4 separate regions of the Sus scrofa genome follow, and regions 2, 3 and 4 are each linked to region 1. The links are chromatin contacts, called in public Hi-C and HiChIP or PLAC-seq maps. All regions are on one chromosome and are shown on one strand. The core of a region is the stretch at or near the end of the contact, and the rest is flanking DNA. Distances in the headings are between cores, read along the strand shown.

Evidence for each region. Hi-C and Micro-C count contacts between places; a contact is called where the count stands out from the background. HiChIP or PLAC-seq counts read pairs in DNA pulled down with a chosen protein or histone mark.
Region 2: a contact with region 1 is called in an H3K27ac HiChIP or PLAC-seq map of alveolar macrophages, with 5 times the contacts expected there. The contact joins the promoter of RASAL2 here to the enhancer-like site in region 1. A contact is called at or near these places in 7 of 47 Hi-C or Micro-C datasets (alveolar macrophages, embryonic fibroblasts, epiblast stem cells and 3 more) and 2 of 2 datasets of contacts at active chromatin or transcription factors (alveolar macrophages and skeletal muscle).
Region 3: an H3K27ac HiChIP or PLAC-seq map of alveolar macrophages shows a contact between it and region 1. The contact joins two enhancer-like sites. A contact is called at or near these places in 1 of 47 Hi-C or Micro-C datasets (embryonic fibroblasts) and 1 of 2 datasets of contacts at active chromatin or transcription factors (alveolar macrophages).
Region 4: a contact with region 1 is called in a Hi-C map of alveolar macrophages, with 2.9 times the contacts expected there. The contact joins two enhancer-like sites. A contact is called at or near these places in 2 of 5 promoter capture datasets (fetal liver and liver), 22 of 47 Hi-C or Micro-C datasets (adipocytes, adipose tissue, alveolar macrophages and 15 more) and 2 of 2 datasets of contacts at active chromatin or transcription factors (alveolar macrophages and skeletal muscle).

Annotation. Positions count from the first base shown.
Region 1 is chr9:120,127,172-120,133,004 of Sscrofa11.1, forward strand. It overlaps RASAL2 (ras GTPase-activating protein nGAP), which reads left to right. Exons shown (of 18, transcript XM_021063720.1): 2 at 4,446-4,573. Among named protein-coding and RNA genes, the nearest start is that of RASAL2, 190 kb to the left of the region's middle. Within about 2 kb of position 1,355, at least 3 of the 83 cell types and tissues checked have an H3K27ac peak or open chromatin away from gene starts, as enhancers often do. A contact at or near this core is called in alveolar macrophages, where this site is marked.
Region 2 is chr9:119,938,918-119,944,460 of Sscrofa11.1, forward strand. It overlaps RASAL2 (ras GTPase-activating protein nGAP), which reads left to right and starts at 2,386. Exons shown (of 18, transcript XM_021063720.1): 1 at 2,386-3,277.
Region 3 is chr9:119,967,917-119,973,819 of Sscrofa11.1, forward strand. All of the region lies in intron 1 of RASAL2 (ras GTPase-activating protein nGAP), which reads left to right. Among named protein-coding and RNA genes, the nearest start is that of RASAL2, 30 kb to the left of the region's middle. Within about 2 kb of position 1,920, at least 4 of the 83 cell types and tissues checked have an H3K27ac peak or open chromatin away from gene starts, as enhancers often do. A contact at or near this core is called in alveolar macrophages, where this site is marked.
Region 4 is chr9:119,902,152-119,907,586 of Sscrofa11.1, forward strand. No RefSeq gene overlaps it. Among named protein-coding and RNA genes, the nearest start is that of RASAL2, 36 kb to the right of the region's middle. Within about 2 kb of position 3,915, at least 10 of the 83 cell types and tissues checked have an H3K27ac peak or open chromatin away from gene starts, as enhancers often do. A contact at or near this core is called in alveolar macrophages, where this site is marked.

The DNA of each region.
Region 1 (5,833 bases), core at 105-2,604:
GTCTTCTCTTCTGGCCAGATTTTGGAGAGATTTTGCAAAACCTCAAACAGTATCACTTCTCTCACTAATTTTTTGTTTTGGAAAATAGTTACATTTCATCGAAAATGTGTTATTTATATTAACATGCAATAGGCTTATTATTGTTATTAAATGAATAAATATATTTAAAATGTCTCAGTTTTAATTTCTAGTGTAAATATTGATAAATATAATCTACATAAACAAAAGCTCTTTGAAGTTGTCAATTTTAAAAGTCTAAAGGGATCATGAGATCAAAAAATTTAGAAAATTACAGACTACATGATAATATCTAATCTCAAAGAAGCACTTTCCAGTGGGCTTCATTGAGCAACCTCTGATTCTTTTTAATGTTTCTGAAATCATTCAGTTTTTGTAATAAGTCCAGTACTCAGTACCCTTAGTATCCTTATGGAAATGAGACAATGCCAATCTAAATTTTCATTCCAGTTTTTCTATAAAGATGCTTATTTGTAATTCTGAGGTAGTTATCCTTTCCTCTAGTGAATTTTAGGTACTAAATGTAATTGGAAGTAGAAATAAAATCTGTGTCACTAGAGGAGGGGGGGAGGGAGGATTGGTAGAACTGGTAAAGTGAAGTAAGGCAGTAATCTGAGTTTGTCTTGTTAATACAGTCCCAATAAACAGGCTTTACAAGTTACTATTAAACCTTCATTTAGCCACAGAAGTTAGGACATGATAGAATGAATACATTAAATTTATAGGTTTATCTTATATTGTTACTTAAAATGCCCATTAAACCTTAATCTAGAAATGCTGAAAAGAACCATCCCACCCTTATTCTAACTTTTCTTGTTTCTTCCTTTTATAAATTCTTATGAAATGATCAAAAAGTGGACAATAGATAGAGAAATTGTGAAACTATAAAATTTATAACATGGCATATCAACCTCATAATTCAGACAGACTGAAAAATTTTAAACATCAAAATATTGCTGCCTATTTCATTCTACCTCTAGCACTGACGAGGAGTAATCCAGGGTCCGGAATGCTTTTTGTTTCATAAAACCATGAAGAAGCTAGCAACAAAGCTCTGGCTGAACAGGAAGGGAGAACAGTAAGGGCAACTGTAAGAAAATTACTTGGGATAACACAGGGAAGATCATTTAGATTTTCTTAAATTCAGTGCTGATGCTGATTTATATTTGTCAGGAAATCTGGGTTTTGCTATAATACCATCTCCTATATTCTAATTCTTATGGACAGAATCTATCAATGTCTTCTTGTTCAGTGTGGATCATAAGATTACTATTCAAATTAAGTTACAATGGAGCAGTTTAGGTCACTCATGACCAACTTACATAAGAAGGTTAGTCATTTGAATGAAAACTCGTCTAGGCCACAAAACCACCACATTTCCACATAAAGTAGGTGCATCCCTCTGCTGAAGTGGTCTTGGTATTTGACTCTAAAAATAGGCCTGCATTGTGGTAAAAATCTAACCCATTTGTTTGTCCAAATCATGTGAAGAAAATCAGCTTTGACATGGTTTTTAAGTTTAGACAAGAATCTCTTATCTGTGTAATAAAGGATAAAGAGTCAGTCCCTTTAAAGCTTTCTTTGACAATTTTAGGAAATTTGAAGTACAAAGAAGACTTTAACGTAACTGATTGAAATAAAAGTTGAGGGTAGGAAAGAGAGAGTTGGGGTGGAATGGAGAAGCTATTGATGCAGCATGTACTGGTGTACGAGGTTCAGAGGAGACAGATGCAGAAAAGTAGGGGAAAAATGAAAAACAGTGAACTTCTAAGAATTAGTAACATGTCCAACCAAGCCCTAGCAACATTATTGGTTCTTGGATTTTGAGTTATTTTGGAGGGTAACTGATAAGCTCCACAAGCATGCAAAGCTATAGACTTGGAGAGAGCAAAGGAAGTTAAGCCAGAAGGAGCACTGAAGATAATATTGGACACATAAGGAGATGTAAGAAGAGAGACGTACACTTAATGCTCTAATTGCTGGCTTGTTTACTTTCTACACATCTGCAGCTATAGTTATGTATAATTGAGTAATTATAGCATAAACCATCCAGGAAGTCATTCAGGTTTCCTTGAAGTCAGTCAATACCAGGGATATTTATCATCCTGTGATAAAAGACTTTTAAGTCTATAGAAAGTCTGTAAAAGAAGTCTATAGAAAGGAAGAGTAATGAAGGCTCTCGCTAAATAGATAAAATGTACTTTTTTACCATTTACAGCTTTCCGTATTCATGGGTGTTGTTTTCTGATTTCTTCAGTTTGAGGTGCTCCTGCAGAATATTCCTGAAAGGAGTTAGTCCTTCATGGCTAAATAACTTTTAATACATATTGAAGTGTCATAAAAGCCTTATTCAGTGGATCTAATGTGTACTTAGGCTTGAAATATGTTCCAAGCTTTACAATAGCACAAATGAGTGAACAGTTCATGTAAAAATTTTTTAATTTTTTTTTTTTTTTGGATCTGACCCCAAAGTGAAGGCAACAAAGGCAAAAGTAAACAAGTAGAGCTGTGTCAAACTAAAAAGCTTCTGTACAGCAAAGAAAACCATCAACGAAATGAAATGGCAACCTACTACATGGGAGAAAACATTTGTAAGTCATGTATCTGATAAGGAGTTAATATCCGAAATACATAGAGGACTCATATAACTCAGAAAAAAAGAAGAAAAAACCCAAGCAGTCCTAATTTAAAAATGAGCAGAATATCTGAATAGACATTTTTCCAAAGAAAACATATAGATGGACAACAGATACATGAAAAAGCACTTAACTTTCCTTATCATCAGGGAAATGCAAATTAAAACCACAGTGAGAGATTACACTTCTGAAAATGGCTGTCATGAAAAAAGACAAGAGAAGTTTCCTTGTGGTACAGTGGGTTAAGGATCTGATGTTGTTACTGCAGTGGCTCAGGTCACTGCTGTGGCGTGGGTTCAATCCCTGGCCCGGGAACTGAGAACTTCTGCAGGTTGCATGCACAGCCAAAAAAAAAAAAAAGAAATAACAAGTGTTGGTGAGGATGTGGAGCAAAGGGAACCTTTGTGCACTGTTGTTGATGGGAATGTAAATTGGTACAGCAACTATGGAAAACCATGTGGAGTTTCCTCAAAAAAATTAAGTATAGAACTACCGTACAACTCAGCCATTTCATTTCTGGAAATTTGGAAATGCCATGTTCCAAAGAACCTGAAAACACTAATTAGAAACAACCCTGTGTTTACTGCATCATTATTTACAGCAGCCAAGATATGCAGGCAACCTAAGTGTCCTTGGGTAGATGGATAGATTACTACTCCACCATTAAAAAATGAAATCTTGTCACTTATGACAACATGGATGGCCCTCGAGGCTGTTATGCTAAATAAAATAAGTCAGAGAAGAACAAATACTGTATGACCTCACTTATATGTGAAATCTATAACCCAGAACCAATGAACAAATAAAACAAAACTCATAGATACAGAGAACAGAATGATGATTGCCAGGAGGAACGAGGTTTGGGGGCAGTGGGTGAGGTGGGTGAAGGGGGGGCCAAGAGATTCAAACTTCCAGTTATAAATCACAGGAATGTCAGCTACAGCATGGTGACTGTAGCCAACACTGTAGAGCATATTTGAAAGTTGCCAAGAGAATAAATCTTTAAAAGTTATCATCAAGAAAAAAAAGATTTGTAACTTTTTATGGTGAAGGATAGTGATGAAACTTATGCAGTCCTCATTTTGCAATGTACACAAGTATTGAATCATTATGTGTGCACTTGAAACTACTATAATGTGACATGTCAGTTCAATAAAAAATTAAAGTAACATAGGAAATTAGACATTTGTAAGAATTAAAACATTTAACTTTGAGATTGTATACCTCCAACTTTAAGAGACATGATAGTATGTTTAGATCTTTCCTTGAGGAAATTGCCTTCTGTGTTTTTAAGATCTTACTGGCCTCTAGTGGTGATATGATGCTCTTAGGTCAGACTAGAAATAAAGCCATTTTGAAGACAGGCTGCCAGTTCTGGATCAAAAGCACTCGCAAAGTTGTACATGCGACATCATCTTTAACCTAAAGGCTGTCTTTCGTTCTGGTCTCTGAGGCACTCCCACCTCTTTAGTTTGAATGATGTTGGTTTTGCTCTGAAGTGACCGTCTCTGATTTTAGTGCGTTGTATGATGTGTTGCTGTGTCAAGTTTGTACCAACAGTTCTTCCTAGAGTGTTTCACCCCTCTTTTCTGAAGCCTAGAAGGCAGAAGTTTCCCTCTGTATATAAATCTTTTTATTTTCTTCAGAGGAATTTAAGTGTTCAGTTGACCATTTAGATTTATTTATGTTTAGACCTCTTCCATATGATTTTAGAGAGTCTTTCACTTGAAATGCAAGTTGACCAAGCATAGTCATGACTTGTCACTTTGGTTTTTCATGTTTCTCACGCAGATGTGAAAGGGCCACCTACCCATCGTCTGTCTTGTGGCCAGTCACCCTACACCGAGACGACAACATGGGAGCGGAAGTACTGTATCCTCACAGACAGCCAGCTGGTGTTGCTCAACAAGGAGAAGGAGGTGAGGGGGATGTTCCTGAGAAAAGCCACTTCCCTTCTCTGACCAAATTCTTGAAATACTCTAGTTTTTTAATTGGCATCTCTGTAAGTTGTGTTTATGAAAATGGGGGCTTTATGAATGATACACTATGTGTAAAGGGCTGTCAAAAGGGCTGCTGGTGTCATCATGATGACTTGTGATTGCCATGAAGGAGCGACTTCAACTAGATAAGATTGGATTTTTCACTATGGAACAGTGAATTTGAATTGAGATCGTTTGAACTGAGGATGGGTTGGCTTGTGGAGACCTGGCTCTGAAAGTGGTCCAGAGGGGCTATTGGAAATTCTATCAGTCTAGCTCCTTTCAAGTAACAGGTGGCACAGTCAGTAGATTAATTGAATGGGCTTTAATGAAGGAACTATTTACAGAGGTGTGGACGGCATAGGGGACCCCACCAGAGGATGCCGAAGTAGCAGTGAACCAGTAACAGCAGACAGCACTTACCACCCTAGACTTGAAGACAAGGGAAGGGAGCAATGTTTTTGGAACCCAGGGAACTGTAGTTGCACGAGAGGGCTGCATGGCAGTTGGTGTGGCAATACACAAAAGAGCACAGCTTCTACCAACACAAAAATGGCCAGCAGGGAGGAAGCAAGGGAGAACAAACAAGCACGCTCTCTTTTTCCTGCTTTCTGATTTCTTGCCAGTGTTACCTACTGGCCAAACCTAAGTTGAAGCCAAAGGAAAAGATTGCCTTTGATGTGTTCTGTAGAGATTTGTTTCCTGAAACACAGCAAGGGAGAGAAGGGCCAAGAGACATATAATTAATGCAGACATCTAGTTCTAGATAAACTTTCTGTCCCTCTAAATTAAAAAAAAAAAAAAACCTTGAACTCGTGATAGACTATTACTACTTTACTCCTCAAACTCTTCCAGTCTACAGATCCTTCCATATCCAAAGAATTCATTTGCTTATTGGCCATTTATCGGAGAGTTGATTTAGTAGGACCACAAACCATCCCATGCCTAATCTCCATGACGTAAAAAAGAAAAAAAAAAAAGACCAAGTATATTCTTCATAAAGAAGACAGATAATGGGGTGGGGGTTTGGGGGAGAGACTAAGAAGCGATCTTACTCAATGAAGGAGAAAGATTAAGTGCCAAAATTATATATAAATAACTAGGAAGTTCTTAGGTAGAATATCAGTTTCATAAGTCATCCCTCTAGAAAAGTGAGTTCAGAGGAAGCAATACCCAAAAAATACATTTCTTAAATCTCAT
Region 2 (5,543 bases), core at 1,136-3,635, 190 kb before region 1:
ACTTTTGTTTTGTTTTTCTTCAGTATTTTTCTTGAGTGATAATCACAAACACCATGAAATGTTTACTTTTGGCTCCACAACTGTTAGAACAACTCTACCAGCCAAAGGGGGCAAAACCCCTTAAGGAATCCAGATCCATCAGTGAATCCAAAAATTAGAAAACTAGGGTTTTAATCTATTAACCCGATATACTACTTTAGGTAGGTTGCTTAATAGAATTCTATGCTTTAGTTTCTTTTTTCCCCCTATTGGCTAAATAGTGATTTTAAAAAATACTGGTTCTGCTTATCTTGCAGAATTATTGTTCAGGTGGTGAGAGTATTTTCTCTTTAAATTAAAAACATTAGATAAATTCCAGACATACTGTTACTTAAGTAACTAGATAACCACTGCAGCCAGTCTGGGGTCAGAAGGGGTAGGTCAGAAGCAGGAACTGGGATTTGGGGAATCTGGATGAAGAAAGTAGGATTATTGGGGATTGGTAGAAGTTTTTTCTTCAGCTCAAGAATGAATGACACCAATGAGAGAACAAGCTAGGAAAAAAAACCCAACCCACTGTGAATGTTTCAGACGCCACTTGTAATGCTGCTTTGGAATAATTGCTAGGGTAACTAAATTCCTTATATACTGATCTATAAAGAGATGCTCAAATTTTATCCCATTATTCCCTTGCTTTCCGACTTCTGTTACCATGACTTCAGCAGTAATGCAGTGTAAATAGAAATATTCTATCTCTGTTCAGTGGAGGGCTTGAAATCTCTAGTTTCAACACTTTCTTTTGTCCACCCAATCACTGAAGGATAGGACGGTTTAGAATTGGAAGTGTAGGGAGTTCTGGTTGTGGCCTTGCTCTGCAGGTTAAGGATTTGGCATTGCCATGAGGTGTAGGTCGCAGACGTGGCTTGCATCTGGCATTGCTGTGGCTGTGGTGTAGGCCAGCAGCTACAGCTCCAATAAGACCCCTAGCCTGGGAACCTCCATATGCTGTGGGTGTAGCCCTAAAAAGACAAAAAAAGAAAAAAAAAAAAGATTGGAAGTCTGTCTATGCAGTCAGATAAACAAGCTTAATTACAAAAGGTTCTTGAGGGAAAGAAGCTGAAATAATCAATATCTTTGAGACCGTGCTGACCTCTGTGTTTTGGTTGTTGGTCTGCCAGGTTAACATGGCCATTCATTCCTCAGTTTCCTCACCTGTTAAGAGGCATGATGAGATTACCTCTAAGGCTACTTCCTGCTGTGAAAATACTATTACTCTAAATAAGAGTTTGGAGAAAATTACAAAGTGTGTTCTCATAGGTCTTGATAAGCCCAAACAGTACACCATGGTACCACAAAACCAGAAAACTAAAATGTCTCTTGTAGCCTAGTCTCCTTGTACAAAGCAGGGAGAAACCAGGGAAAGAACTAAATAAACCTCCCTAAAAGGTGTTAAAAAAAAAAAAAGTAAACTTATGGAAACCTTGCCCCCTTTACATAGCTGTGTTCAATAAACATTTTTGCAAACCTATGTGCAAGACACTTTTAAGTTGCTACTTTTCAATTTTGAAATCCTAATTATTACTTTTCCAGCGACCACTTAAATCTGAACTGGTGAATACTGCTTTGGGTGGGCAGAAAATTAAACCTAAGGTCAAGGAAGACAGCTCACAAATCTATTAAAAAAACAAAAAAACAAAAACAAAAAATACCACAACCGAAAAAACGCAAGTTACATCATCAGAGGCTCTGGAGAAAAAGCCAACATATTGCACAAAGATCAAAGGGAAAAAGAAACGTGTTTGGTCAATACTGGGCTTTTCTGAGCATTTCATGGGCTTGGGAGGCCCGTCCATCCATCCACACCACACTTCTTAACCATGCTATTCTAAACCGATGACAAGTCCAGCTTCAGCGCGGACGGGGCAGAGTGCGCGGATCCCACACAATCCCACAATCCCAGACCTCTCTGCCAACTCTCCTCTCTGGGAAGGAAGGAGGCGTTTCCTCTAGGGTGACTGAAAAATAAAGCAACCTCTTCAATCTCTTCCTCCAATAAGAAAGAAAAGTTAGTTCAAATAAGCAAAGACATAAATGCCTACCTAAAAGGGAAAAAGTGGGAATAGTGGAAAGGGAAGCTCTTTCCTTCCTTTTTAAATTTCCCGCACCCCTTTTCCTCCCCGCCTCCCCATGTCAGCTCCACTTCAAGCAGCAGCCCGGGAGACCCAGCGACCAGGACAAACACTGCAGGGCGGTTGGAGAAAGAATTATTTGGAAAGTAGGCGGGACTGGCTGAATGAATAACTCGGTGTCCGATTTTTCCTGCCTTCGGCGGCAGTTCCTCCTCCGCTTCGTTACTCAGTTGCATACGCGGCTGGGCTCTCGGCCCTCGATTGCTCCGGCCTATCACCCTGGGATGCCGCCTGCCGCCGCCACCACGGCCGCGGCTGCCGGGCTTGTGGGAGCCGCGGCAGAGCTGGAGCCTGAGCTGGAGCCACGGCAGGAGCAGTGGCCTGAGAGTTAGGGGGGCGGGCCGGCTCATTCCTGGGGTGGGTGCTGAGGACAGGCAGGCGAGAAACCGGGGTCACCGCCCTCCTCCAGGCTGAGGAAGCGGACACTCGGAGCCCCCGAGGCGGCGGCGGCGGCGGGAGCCGGTCAAAGGGGGCAGCCCCTGGCGGCGACGCCCCCCGCCCAGCCCTGCCCGGCCCCGCTCCATCCCCACCCCCGGCCGGATCCGACCGCGGGGGACGCCGACCCGGGCACCGAAAGGCGGCTCCGAGGGGGCAGGCAGGCGAGCCGCCCCTCCCGGGTCTTTCCACGTCCCCTCCCGGGAGGGACCCACACCTGAGCCCGGACCCACCCCCGCCCGGGGCCACGCTGGATCCGCCTCCCGGCCTGGGTCCCGCCCGCAGGCTGCAGGTGGGCTGCAGCTTCCGAGACGCGGGCAGTGGGCGCCGGGGAAGGAGGTGAGCCGCGTCCGCGCCGGCTGCCGCTCCGGTCCTTGCCCCCGCAGCTGCGCTCTCCTCCTCCCCTTCCCGCAGGCAGGGCGCGGATCCGCGCGCCCGCCCCGCCGCCGCCGCCTTGTCCCTCCGGGGCACCATGGAGCTCTCCCTGCCGTCCGGCGGAGCCGCGGAGGCGCTGTCCTGGCCGGAGATGTTCCCGGGACTGGAGTCCGACTCGCCGCTTCCTCCTGAGGAGCTGGAAGCCGTTGTCCCAGTCAGTGGCGCCGTGGCCGGTGGCATGTTGGATCGGATCCTCCTGGAGTCCGTGTGCCAGCAGCAGAGCTGGGTCCGGGTGTACGGTAAGGACGAAAGGCCGTCTTAGAGGCTAGTGTTTCTTGTCTTTGCTCAGGCTGAAACTCATTCCCTGGTCTCTGATCCGTTCTGAGTCCCCATCCATCCAGGGTCCGTTTTCCACATCCCTTTTTGTTATGGAGTGCATTCCTAACAAGTTTCTCCAGACTAGTACTGGGGGAGAGAGGTGTGACTCAGTATGATCTTTGGACCTTTTCAGGCACCTGCAGTAAGTTTAAGATGGAGTTGGACTATGCAGACTTAATTCTTAGGTGGTTACTTCAAGGGAAGTAGACAGTCTTCAAGAACACACCATGAAATCAAGTGAATGGGGTTTCATTTCTTTTTCTTGAATGAGACAAGGCTGGAAAGCAAGATATAATGAACAATCTTAGCAGAGGATACAATAATAAAATGAAAACCAAAATTTATTTGATGGAAACAGTCTAATTCTATAACCTCTTTATGAACCTCACTCTCTAAAGGCAGACACTTAGTCGAAGGGGTGTGGATTGTTTTAGATTGCACTATTGTTTCTGGTGCTCTTTGTAAAGTGACTGGGTTGCTACTCAGCAAGTTAAAAAGTGATGAACACACTAAAACTTTCCCTTTCTGCATTCCTAGTAACCACCTCTTTAATTAAAACTGAATGATGAGATTCTGTTAGGGTGAGTCTTGTGGCAGCATTAAAACCATGGTGCTTTGGAAAACCCATAGCCTGGCATTCAGAACTGAGCTGTGTCTTTCCAAAACACTGAACCGTCAACGTGTTTATCGCTTAGCTTACAGGAATACGAAAGACATTAGTAATGTGGCTGAGGAGAAGATGGCAAATTTGAAGCACCTGGTATCAGCACACTGTTAAGATGTTATCCTGAAGTCGTGCGCATCTAAGCCTGTAGTGATCAAGTACAATCCTTTTTTTTTTTTTTTTTTAATCCTTCTGAACAGGGTTTGTGTTTATGACTTTAATGTTGTCTTCCTGGATAGTTCAGTTAATTTCAAGACTTTAAGTCTATTACTATCAGAAAGATCATAGAACTGGGAATCCAGAGATCCAAGTTTTTGTCTCAGTTCTGCCCCTAAGTGGCTGTGTGATTTGGAGCATATCAGGTCACTTTTTTGACCTGGGATTCCTTATCTGTAAAATGAGTGGATTAAATGATCTCGTACTGGTCTTCTCAGTTCTAAAAATCCAGCAATTTTATTCTTAAGGATTTATGTATTAGCCCTTTGTATTTGGCTGGATGTTTTAAAATGTTTCTCGATGTTGTTTTAATTAACTGAAAGAATTAAAGCAAAGAGGTTGGAGATGATGCAAGGTCACCCAGTTCATTCTCAGCAGATTAAAACCTTTAGAGTCTGGCTTTCCACTCACCTGCTAATCCCACTTAGCCCATAGTGTATAACAAAGGTTGATGAGAATCTGAAAATGAGCTTGAATTAGGGTATATTGTAGTTATTCCCTTTTCCTATTTGCTCCTTCTTTCTGTCCTTAGATACTTGTTTTGCGTACTGTTTTTTATGTGAAGTTACAGATGGGACCTGTTACCGCAAGAATACATACATATGGTAATTCAGTATTTGAGTGTCCACAACTCTTCTGCCTGGATTTTCTAGACCTAGTGTTAACTGCGTTCTTTGCATGTAACTATGTGCTTGTTTTTGTAGTCTATTCCTAGGGCTAGGTTTGTGTGGTGTATGGCTGTGTTTCAGTATGTGTATATATAAGTGTGTGTTATATTCTTAAATATATATGTATATCCTCCCTCCCAGACACATACCTAATGTGCATTTCAGAGCCAGTTTGAAGACGTCCCACGGCATTGTGATTTTTTTTTTGTCTTCCCTATCAATTAACCATAAGTTGTTTTTATTTACTGTGTAGTACTGCTGCTTTCCTTCCTCTAAGGCAGCTCATCCTGGTTACTATTTTATTGTCTTTAGTTTGATGTAATAAATATTCCAAAACTATCTGCATGACTCCTGGCTTTTCTATGTCCTTAGCCGGTTTTTAAGTTGCTTGTTGTATAACTCACTGAAAAGCTTTGAAGTAAAAATAATGGAATGTGGAAGTTATTTTGAAAAAACAGTTCATTTTGGTTTCCTTATTTATTTGTTTGTTTTGTGTCCTCAAAATCCTCATTGTTTTGGGACATCAAGGTTCTTTTATGCAATTGAAAGAGACTTTGGTGAGTGTAGTCAAATGTTTTTAAAGAAATCCAGAAATTAGTCTAGAGTAGGCAACTGGGGGTTGAGGACTGAGTTTTCATT
Region 3 (5,903 bases), core at 670-3,169, 160 kb before region 1:
CATATAGTGTACATCTTTTAACTTGTAGTAGTCTGCCTTCCAGTGGTAATATATTACTTCATGGATAGTAAAAGAACCTTATAAAATTAAAGTTAACATTTTTCACTTTCTGGCTTTTGTGTCGTTGTTTTCTTATGTTTTACTTACAAACCCCACAAAAAAAGATTATTTTTTGCTTCAAATAGTTGACTGTCTTTTAAAAAGATTTAAATAATATGGGAAAATAATAATTTTAGTTGTTTCAGGCAGAAGGGTAAATCTATTCTTTGCTAATCCATCTTGACTGATTGAAGTGTCTCTCTATCTGGTTTGAGCCTGAATGACAACTCGCCCTAGAGCAAATCAGCCGTCATCTTCTGTTCTTTGTGCAGTTTCCAATCTGCTGTTTTGACCTCTTCATGGAGGTGTGATCGTGAGCTACTAAAGCTTTGGCAAGTTGGGTTTCTTTAATGCCTTTTTCTTATTTAAAGTCAGTGCTCCAAAGAGGTCATTGTATCTCCTTAGTATCGCCCATGTAGCCATCTGATTCAATACAATAAAAAACTTCATCTCCTACTTCAGATTCCTCCAAATACACTACAGACTGTTAATGGCATAAGCCCTGATGACACATTTCACAGCACATCTCTTCCTATAAATGGTGGAGTGGAAGTTGGGAATGTTTATTTGACCTGAATAAATCACTGAAACACTTCTCTCCCCCTTTTCTGAAGATACTTTTTGGCAAGCAGAGTCACTTTTTCTAGGTTTAGACTAAACTTCTTAAGCCTCTTACTAACAGGCAGTTAAGCTAGTAAATCATGCTTATTATTAGGTTAAAAAATGAAGTAATTTTTGCCAAATAGACATTGGGAAGCAACAGTGCGGGGAGGGGAAGTGGTGAGGGGCCTGCATTTGGTTTACAGACTGCATGTTTTAGTAGGCAGGACAGTGACGCCTCTCCATGGTTCACCATAAATACTTTGACTGAAAAGAAAACATCGACGTGGGAACAGATAAGGTTTGTTGGCAGGTCTAACCTAAGGCAAAATTATTTGTGAACCCTATCCTAATGGTGCTTACAGTTTAATCAGGGAGGTAATTGTTAATTAAATACCAAATAGATATAAAATTACAGTTGTAACAAATACTACCTCAGAAATTATACAGCTTCTTAAGAGTGTGTAACTAAATGGTCTAATTTAGTTTGGGAGAATAGAGAAGACTTTCTTGAGGGACTAAGATCTAAGGGGTGAGTAGGAGTTATCAAGGAGACGGGAGTTAAGAGTGGGCACGTGTTCCAGATGAAGAGGGCAGCATGTGCAGAGGTCCTGCTGTTAGTGAGCCTAAGACTCAGGAAAGACGGGAGTGGCTGGATCAGAAATTGTGAGCGGGCATGTGTTATAAAAGGAGGCTAGACCAGTAACCGTGTGTGAAGAATTGGGGTCTGACAGTGATGACTGGTGTATTTGCTTTAGAAAAGACCACAGTATTTTCAGTGTAGAAGACAAATTGGTGAGGATCAGGGAGACCAGTCAGAAGCTGATTGTAATATGGGCAAGGACAATGGTAATTCAGACTAGGGAGATGGTGATGATGGAGAAGAGAAGGGTGGGCAGCTTGGAGAGAGATACAGGAGGTTGAAATGGATAAGATATGGTGATAGATACGAGCACTGGGATTGTGGGGAAGGATAGGGAGATGTGAAAAGGGGAACTTCTAGTTCAGTGGGAAATACATATTGGAGGGATGTTGGTACTACTTAATGAGATAATCGTTTTTTCCCCCCCAGTGAACGGGAGGTATTTTTCTTCCAGGGAAGTGTGTGTTTTATTTAGGAATGTTTCAACATCCTCCTCATCCTTTAGGACCCAGCACAAATAGGACTTTTTCCCCTAACATCTCTTTCTGTACTCTCCCCTTCGCTAGAAATAACTTCTCCTGTCTCTGAACTTCTGTTGAACTTTGCTTACATAGCTGTTACGGAACTTTTCATCATTCAACTTGTATTCCACTTATTTGTGTGTATGTTTTATTTCCTTTATTGTATTGAAGGCTACTTAACTGAACGGGAATTTTATTTGTTTTGATAGTCTCACAGCTAATAGTAACAGTTTCTTTGATGAAATATTCTTTAATTAATTTGATCATTCTACAACTAACAGTAGTATTTCTTTAATACTATGGCCTTATGAAGATGTGGGTTCCATGAGGGTATATACTACTTAGTTAATTAAAGCTCTGTGTACATGAAGGTAGAAGAATTCACAAGGTAATATAATGATAGGAAAGTCTTTTGTGATTTTATTTTTAGATCATTTTTTTTAAAAAAGAGGAACTACAGTTAATGTACTTTTTGCTCAGTGTTTCTTAACAAAATAGGTTGTTAATTTTTATAATTATTGGTTTAATTCATTTGTCCACATAGGCTTATAAAATATCTAACATTGTGTAAGACTTACTAATTCTTCAAAACGTATTCACACATAATATGTCTCGGTTTAATCTTACAGCAGCCTTATTAGGTAAGATTAATATTGTTCTAATTTTGTAGATTCATGCCATATATTAAAGGATACTTTTGAAGACCTTGGGATGAGATTATTCTGTGTTTGCAAAAATCAAAATACTCCTTTTTCCTTTCTCTGATAGATTTAACTGGAAGCTCTTTGAGTACCACAGTCACTGATACTGTTGTGAATAGTAATCTTTCGGATGATTGGACCTGAATAGTTTTTGGGTTCAATTTCTGAGATGAACTGAACTCTAACCCACTCTGTTTAAGCATTGTATGCTGTTTTTATATTTTAATTTTTAAAAAGCCCCTAAGTATATCTCCCAAGTAACTAGTAAAGCTGTATTTTATTTTATTTTTTAATGTCTTCCTAGGGCTGCACCCGCAGCACATGGAGGTTCCCAGGCTAGGGGTTGAATCAGAGCTGTAGTCACTGGCCTTGCCATAGCCACAGCAACGCGGGATCCGAGCCTCGTCTGCGACCTACATCACAGCTCATGGCAATGCCAGATCCTTAACCCAGTGAGTGAGGCCAGGGATCAAACCTTGGTCAGATTCATTTTTGCTGAACCACAATGGAAACTCCTAAAGCTGCATTTTAAAATAGATTTACTTGTATTATGGAGCTCCCATTGTGGCTCAGTGGATTAAGAACCGACTGGTTTCCCTGAGGATATGAGTTCTATCCCTGGCCCTGCTTAGTGGGTTAAGGATCTGGCAGTGCCATGAGCTGTGATGTAGGTCGCAGACGCGGCTCAGATCCTGTGTTACTATGGCTGTGGTGCAGGCCAGCAGCTGCAACTCCCAGTTTGACCCCTAGCCTGGGAACCTCCATATGCCATTGGTGCCGCCCTAAAAAAAAAAAAAAGACATATTCAGAAGTAACCTTGAATGAAGAAAATAGCAAGATCTTAAAAATAAAGCTCAATTAAGATTTGGAATATGATAATACAGTTCTTTCAATTTCTTTCAATGAGTTAAAAGGAATCAGAGTAGGATCTTAGTAACCTTCTTTTTCCCAAGTTTTCAAAAATCGCCTGTTTCATTATACATTTTCAACTTTTCCAGATGAGTGAGTGTCCCCAGACTTACTGGTGATTTAGGTTTCTAAACTGATAGGTTTCTGAGCCCTACTCCTAACTCCTTTATGAAAATCAGTGCAGTATTTTCTTTATGTAAAAGATCACCTGTAGAGTTTTGTGAGTAAATTTTTTCTCTTTCCAATTTCCTCTTAATGTTTCTTTTAAAAATGTATTTAGCTTACTAAGGGATTAAAAACATATTTGTGGAGCTCTTGGGCATACATGATAAGCCTTTTCCTCTGTGTTCTTCATAGCACCTCTGTGAAATAGACAGGATTAGAAGTGAAGAAACTGAGTCTGAAACAGGTTGTGACTTGCTTAGAGACTCCAATCCAGTACTTCTACATTCTGTTAAGAGAAATCAAGTAGTTCTGTTTTGTCTTTGTCATTTGTTGTCATTACACTCTTTCTTCTCAAACCCTAGATCTCTCTCTGCTTTGTGTTTCTCTCTACAAACTTTAAAACAGAGAAAAACAAAAAACCCAGTTGTGCTTTTTTATCTTTAGCATTTTCCACTAACTTCACCTCATTTTTTGTTTTTCATCTTTCTGATCCCGTTTTTCATTTCTGTGTTCCTTTGGAAGCTTTTGGAGATAGATGTTCTTTAGAAGCTAAGCCTGGCTCTAGGACGGCCTCGTTTTTTATTTATGGTATTCTGTACCTTGAAGACAAAGGGCACCCTGAGTCTTGTCAAAGGAGCTTGGAATCCATGGAGCTGACTCCTGTTGTTACCGCTGGAAAAAAAAAAAATCAATGACTGAATGTACCACCAACCAGCCTGAGACTCATGAAATGTTCAACTGAATGTGTTTCGAATGTTAGGTGAAATGTGAAAACATTAGTGTGCTTTATCAGCAACCCTATTTTTATATGGCATAAGAAAAAATAGACAAGTATGGGATTGCTCATCTATTTTATAAAGCTAATGCTTTTTTAAAAAATTGGGTATTTTGGGAGGCACATTAAGTTGAAAAGAAAATGATGCCATCTGCTTTAACTATACTTAAGTTAAAAATGGAGAAAATGAAATTGACATGGCCATTTGCATAAATAATATTTTTGGGTCTTCAGGAATGGAGATTGTAGTAGGAATGCAGTAAAAACGATTGGATGTCAAAATGATATGAGAAGTCATTTATCTGTTTGGATCCTAGTACATCATTTTAATGTGTATCCAGGAAGACAGTGCATCAAAACGACTGATGCGTGAATTGACTGTACTGTTTGTTAGAGGCGAGTATGTTTGTGGTGCATGAAAACCTTTATTTGAGAGCTAGGATTTTTATAGCCGGTAAAGGTTTATTTATTTTTCAGGATAAAATTATTATTATTATTATTATTATTATTATTATTATTGCTTTTTAGGGCCACACCCATGTCGATGGGGGTTCCCAACCTAGGGGTCGAATTGGAGCTACAGCTGCCGGCCTGTGCCACAGCCACAGCAGCACCAGATCTGAGCCGAATCTGCTACCTACACCACAACTCATGGCAATGCCAGGTCCTTAACCCACTGATCGAAGCCAGGGATTGAACCAGAAATCTCGTGGTTCCTAGTTGGATTTGTTTCCACTGTGCCACGATGGGAACTCCAGGATAAAATTATAACTGTGGTAATAAGTGTAGTTTTGCATGAGGGAAAAAATTAATGATACAGATTTATCAGGTCTTATAATCTAACCATTCATCATAAAATAAATCTGTAATATTTGCTTTTTATTTATTTGCTTTCATAGCAGTCTGGACCATTTAATTGTAGAGTATTTAAAGTGTATTTTTATTTTTAGATCTTAGGTTGTGTTAACCAGATCTAGTGGTAATAAATACCAAGTATGGTATAGTCTGTGGATAGAGATTGCTAGAATTTCATGATGGCAGATAACATTGGTGCCACATTCAACATGTCACCCAGTGTTATTAAAAATGGGTCCTTCAGGGAGTTCCCATCGTGGCCTAGCAGTAATAAACCCAACTGGTATCTCTGAGGATGCGGGTTTAATCCCTAGCCTCCTCAGTGGGTTAAGGATCCAGCATTGCTGGGAGCTGTGGTGTAGGTCGAAGACGCCACTTGGATCTGGTGTGGCTGTGGCTGTGGCAGCTGCAGCTCTTATTTGGCACCTAGCCTGGGAACTTCCATGTGCCAGTGCAGCCTTAAAAAGACAAAAAAACCCATAAATAAATAAAAATGAGTCCCTCAGACAGTCTACGTAAGAATCATCAGGGGCTTGTTAAAAATGCAGATCCCTGCACCTTTCCTGTTCCCTTCTCCCACCAACCAAAATCCCTGGGAACTGTGCCTAGGATTTATATTTAAATAAGTGCCCAGG
Region 4 (5,435 bases), core at 2,665-5,164, 220 kb before region 1:
TAGCATATCCACATTACCATATGCAAAAGCAGTTAAGTGACAAGGGCCTATTCCATAGCACAGGAAAATCTATCCAATATTCTCTGATAGCCTATATGAGAAAAGAATCTGAAAAGGAGTGGATATATGCATATGTATAACTGATTCACTTTGCTGTACCCCTGAAGCTAACACAACATTTTAAGTCAACTATATTCCTATAAATTAAAAAAAAAAACTGTGTCTCAATAATAATTATAAGAGGAATCTGCTCTTTGGCTCCACTGCTCTCCCCCATTCACTCCCCCCCCACCCCCACTGCAGCTGGCCTCTTGCAGCATTCGAAGCCAGTCTCTGCTGCTTCCCCTGCTACTTCTCAGCCCACTCCCTGAGCCTAGATTTTTAGATTCCTTTTCTCTGCCCCCCCTTTCCTGCTGTCAGCCAGTGTTCTACCACCCTTCTTCCTCCCTCCCCGTCTCTCTCTCTAAATGAACTCTCTTTTTCTGCCAAATCCAGCACAAGCTCTTGACGTGGGAAGCCTTCCCTAACCATAGTCTCATCACCTCTCACCTTCTCACTCTGTTCTCCCACCTCCAAAACATACACAGTTGCCTCCTCTCACTTGCCTGGGAACTCCTCCGTAGCTTCAGTGAAGCACATCCCACGTTGTGTTGTGACTATATAGGTCTGGCTCCCCAGGAGATTGTACAAAATTTCAGGGTGGAGCCAGGGACGTCTCTATTTTTGCCTTCTCAGGGCCTGGCACAGGGCCTGGCACATGGTAGTCACTGAGATTTTAGAGGCACTTTGCAAATTCTAAAGCATCAAACAGCTAGCAAGAGACAAGGCTAAAAAACCCTCAACCCTAGGCTTCTGACTTTAAAGGATGTAGTCTCCCTGCCTCAGCACAGAAAAGAACCATGCTGCACATTTTGAACTGAAAGTGCCTCCACCCCAGTGACCTGTATATGGCACGTTGGTGGGAAGGATTTCCTTTTCCCCACAAACATTGCTCCAGCTACCAGGTGTGGAAGAATTGTTTGGTATTTGTAGCCTTCCTTTTGCAAACTCCAGGATGAGAAGAAGGAGGAAAAAAATAAAACCCATCTCCCATCTCTTCCTCCCTGGGGGCCAACACCACCATCACTTCCTTTTGAGCCGGGAGGCAGGAAGCCTATCCTAGCCCACGAAATTGCCAACTTGAGAGCTGCAGAGAGTGACTTTGTAAGACACAAGGTAGCCAGACCAACCCTGAGTAGGATCGCTGCCATCCTGAAGCAAGAGTCCCGAGGAAACCTTCAGAAGGTGGTCCCGGGGAGCTCCCATCGTGGCGCAGTGGTTAACGAATCCGACGAGGAACCATGAGGTTGCAGGTTCGATCCCTGGCCTTGCTCAGTGGGTTAAGGATCCAGTGTTGCCATGAGCTGTGGTGTAGGTCGCAGATGAGGCTGGGATCCCGCGTTGCTGTGGCTCTGGCGTAGGCCGGTGGCTACAGCTCCGATTGGACCCCTAGCCTGGGAACCTCCATATGCTGAGGGAGCGGCCCTAGAAAAGGCAAAAAGACAAAAAAAAAAAAAAAAAAAAAAAAGGTGGTCACAGATACACCTAGAAGGAAAGAAACTTCCCCTTTCCCCAGGAATAAACAGGCTTTCCAGGGAGAGTCTCTGAAATCAGACAATGTGCGCATTCGCCAATTACAAGCTCAAGTTCCACCCAAATACACACAATCAAAGCCTTTACCAAGGCCATCATTACATGCACAGGGCCCTCCTGCTGTTTGGGCAACATTTTAGTGCTGCAGTGAAGCAAGATAAATGTCATCAAAGCGGCAAGGTAAAGACAGACCCATCCGGCAAGTGCCTTTTTTCGACCTGATGACTCACTTCACCTTGTCGTTTGTAATGTTGCCGTCTGGGAGGGGGGAGAAGGAAATGAGGAGGAAGAGTGGGCTGTGCTGTGCCTGTAATTTGTTTCCCCATTTCAGACAGCTTTTTAATGAGCACTCTCATTAAGGGCTCTCTGAGCCTGTGCTTAAAGTTTTCCGGACAAGCAAATGAGCAGGACTGAAAACGGATGGCATCAGGCCAGCACCTCATGTTTTGTTTTAAAGATATCGTGGGGTGGGGGTGGGGGGATAGAATGAAAGAAAACGTTGTTATTTGTGAGAAGAGAGATTGGATAACTCTTTTGCCCAAGAAAATTTGGAAATGAATGATGTGGTTTTTCCCCATTGGAATACTCTGAATTTCCCACTGAAATGAGTATTCCCCATTGAAATTCTCAAGCTTATCAATTATTAGGATATTAGTGTGTATCTGTGAGAGCATTTGTTTATTCAGCCAGTTCCATGGAGAGACATCATTGTCCTGTGAGATCCTAGCCCTGGATTCATATTTCTGGTAAGGTCCCCATCACTTTGCATCAGAGATAATGTCCCCTCTAGGCTCCAAGCCCTGCGGGGTGCACACTCACCCTTCCCTATCCTGTTTTATATTTCCAAGGCCCAACACAGAGTCCAGACACATAGACACTCAATAAATGTGATTTTACCATTTAACCGAATTCATTAGATGCTATTAGTACATTAAAAAGCACATAAAATAATTAGACCTAACTACTAGACTGCAAATCAGAGTGATTTATCACCTTGCAAGGTTCAACAAACATTCTAATGTGCTAACAAGCCCCTAATTAAAGCAGCAGCCTTCAACTGAAATTATCAGGAGGAAGGAAGAAAAGTACAGTCAGCCCTTGGTATCCACGGATTCTGGACCAATGGATATGGAGGCAGATTGTACCACACTGTTTTATATAAGGGACTTAAGCATCCGTGGATTTTGGTGTCTAGAGTCAATTCTCCCCACCCCCACTCCCCTGGGATACTGATGGATAACTATACCGACAGGGATTCAGAGATGCAATTTTTATTTTATCACTGATGGACATTATTCTCTTTCTGAACAGGAATTAGCTCTTTTACAATAGAGAAAAGGATATGGTTGTTGCTCTATTTATCTTTCTAGTGAGTTCACTTAGTGTAAGTACAGAATGTGGGAAAGCAGATTCTAGCTGTTGTCTCTGCTTGAACCAGTTGTCCTGCAAACCTTCCCTCCGCTTGTATGGCATAAAGCATGCCTCACCTGTGATGGTTCCAGGGACTTCCAGAGATGATACCCATGAACAGTCTGACACGGAGTTGGCCATGGACTGTAGGCGCAATAGAAACCAAGCACCCACTGCCAGGAAGAGCACGAAAAGAGAAGAGGGGCTTCCCTCCATGAGATCGGAGAATAGACAGGCAGCAAGAGAAAGTGACACAGCATTTCCCTGGTGGCACAGCGGGTTAAGGATCCAGCATTGTCACTGCTGTGGCTTAGGGTGCTGCTGTGGCAGGAGATGGATCCCTGGCCCCAGAACTTCTGCATGCCATGGTTGTGGCAAAAAAAAAAAAGAGAGAGAGAGAGAAGGTGACACAATCTTCCCTAAAACATCTGCTCAATGGTCCAGCTAAAAACATTGCTGGCTGTTCTTATATGTCCTGGATTGTATTTCACATCAGAGGTCTAGGCCATCGCTTTGTCTCCCTTTTTCTCACTCCTGTCCACCCTTGAATAGTCAGCAAGGAGTCAGTGATTGGTCCTGAAGAATGAGATCGGGTGTTCTCAGATTACATATCTGGAACATTCTCTCTGATGGGCATCCCATAATCAGTATTTCACAAAGTGTGATCCGTGGCCAGTGCATCAGATCCCCGAAGATGCTGATTGAAAGGATTTTTCTCCCAGCTGGCCTGGCATCCTGGCATCCTGGCATCTGTAGTTTTATTAGGCTCCCCCATTGATTCTGCTTCCTGCTGAAGTTCAAGAGCCTCTGGCCCTGGCTTCTGACCTAGTGGTGCCTTGGATCACTAGAGGGCACCCTAGAACAACTTTTTTTTCCCAGGCTGTGGGCTTCCTGCCAACCGACCAGGGCTGTGGCGCCTCATCGTTCTGGGCCAGAGTTTCCAAGCCCATCCTGGAACCACAGTTTCCTTTAAGAAACTTAGTCCAATTGCCACATCACCAGATACATCTAGCATGCATTTCCACAATGGTGCTGTAATAAATCCGGTTTCTAAAAAAAAATTAGATGTTAAATCATCCTATGTTTATTCATTATATATCTACAAATTGTGAACCAAAACAACATCAAGTATTAAAAGGACTGACAAAAGACATTCTTCCTACTCTTTAGAAAAATGTGGTGGCTCAGTGGGTTAAGGATCCAGCATTGTTAACTGCTATGGCTTGGGCCTTTGCTGTAGCTCCAGTTCCATCCCTGGCCTGGGAGCTTCCACATGTGGTGGGTATGGCCAAAAAAAGAAAGAAAAGAGGAAAAAATATGGGGAAGAAAAATCAGGCAGAAATATGAAATCATTTGCAAATAAATATAATTAACAGTAAATTAAATCATGGACATGGAAAACAGACTTGTGGTTGCCAAGGGGGAGGAGGAAGGAGTGGGATGGATTGGGAATTTGGGGTTCATAGATGCAAACTATTGCCTTTGGCATGGATAAGCAATGAGATCCTGCTGTATAGCACTGGGAGCTATATCTAGTCACTTATGATGGAGCGTGATAATGTGATAAAAAAGAATGTACACATGTATGTGTGACTGGGTCACCTTGCTGTATAGTAGATAATTGACAAAATACTGTAAACCAGCTATAATGGAGAAAAAATTATTATAAAATTAAAAAATAGTAAATTAATTTTCAAGCTAATGGGAAATAGAATTAATTACTAAATCTGAAACAAACAGGTGACAGTATGTGTACAAACAAGGAACTTCCCTGCTGGCCCTGAGCTGACTGGGAAAACGGTACATGGGGATTCCTGAGACAGCTTCCTGGAACAGGCAGGATGGGACAGGAATAGGAGAAGCAATGTCAGGCAGCCCCACTGCAACACATGTCTGTTGAATTCAGAGCCCTTCTTCGTGTCTCAGGAGACACTGAACTAAAACTTGGCAAATGTAAATCCGAGAAGGACCACTGGGACTCCTTTTGTCATGTTGGCATGATGCCCATTGATTCAACAAATCCTTGAGGGGCACTGCCCTGTGCCAGGCACTGGCCACACACTGGGAAGACAACCGTGGGCAAGACAGACGCCTTAGTGCTGCCCTTGGGTGTTTACAATCCAGCAGGAGAGACAGACAAACAATCACGTAATTACAAAGCAGTGTGAGTGATGGGTTAAGCAGTAGGTTTGTGGAAGCTCGAAGGGGAGAAGCCTAACTCAGCCGTGGTGGTGAAGGAGGCTGCAGGGGTACAAACATTCAACAGGAGAAGGTAAAGGATGAGTCAGGAGCAGCGAGAAAGGGCATAGTTGAAAGCTGGGGAAGAAAAGAAGCAGATATTTGAGGAACTGAAAGAAATTCAGTAGAGCTAGTGGAGTTGGGAGCAGGCAGGG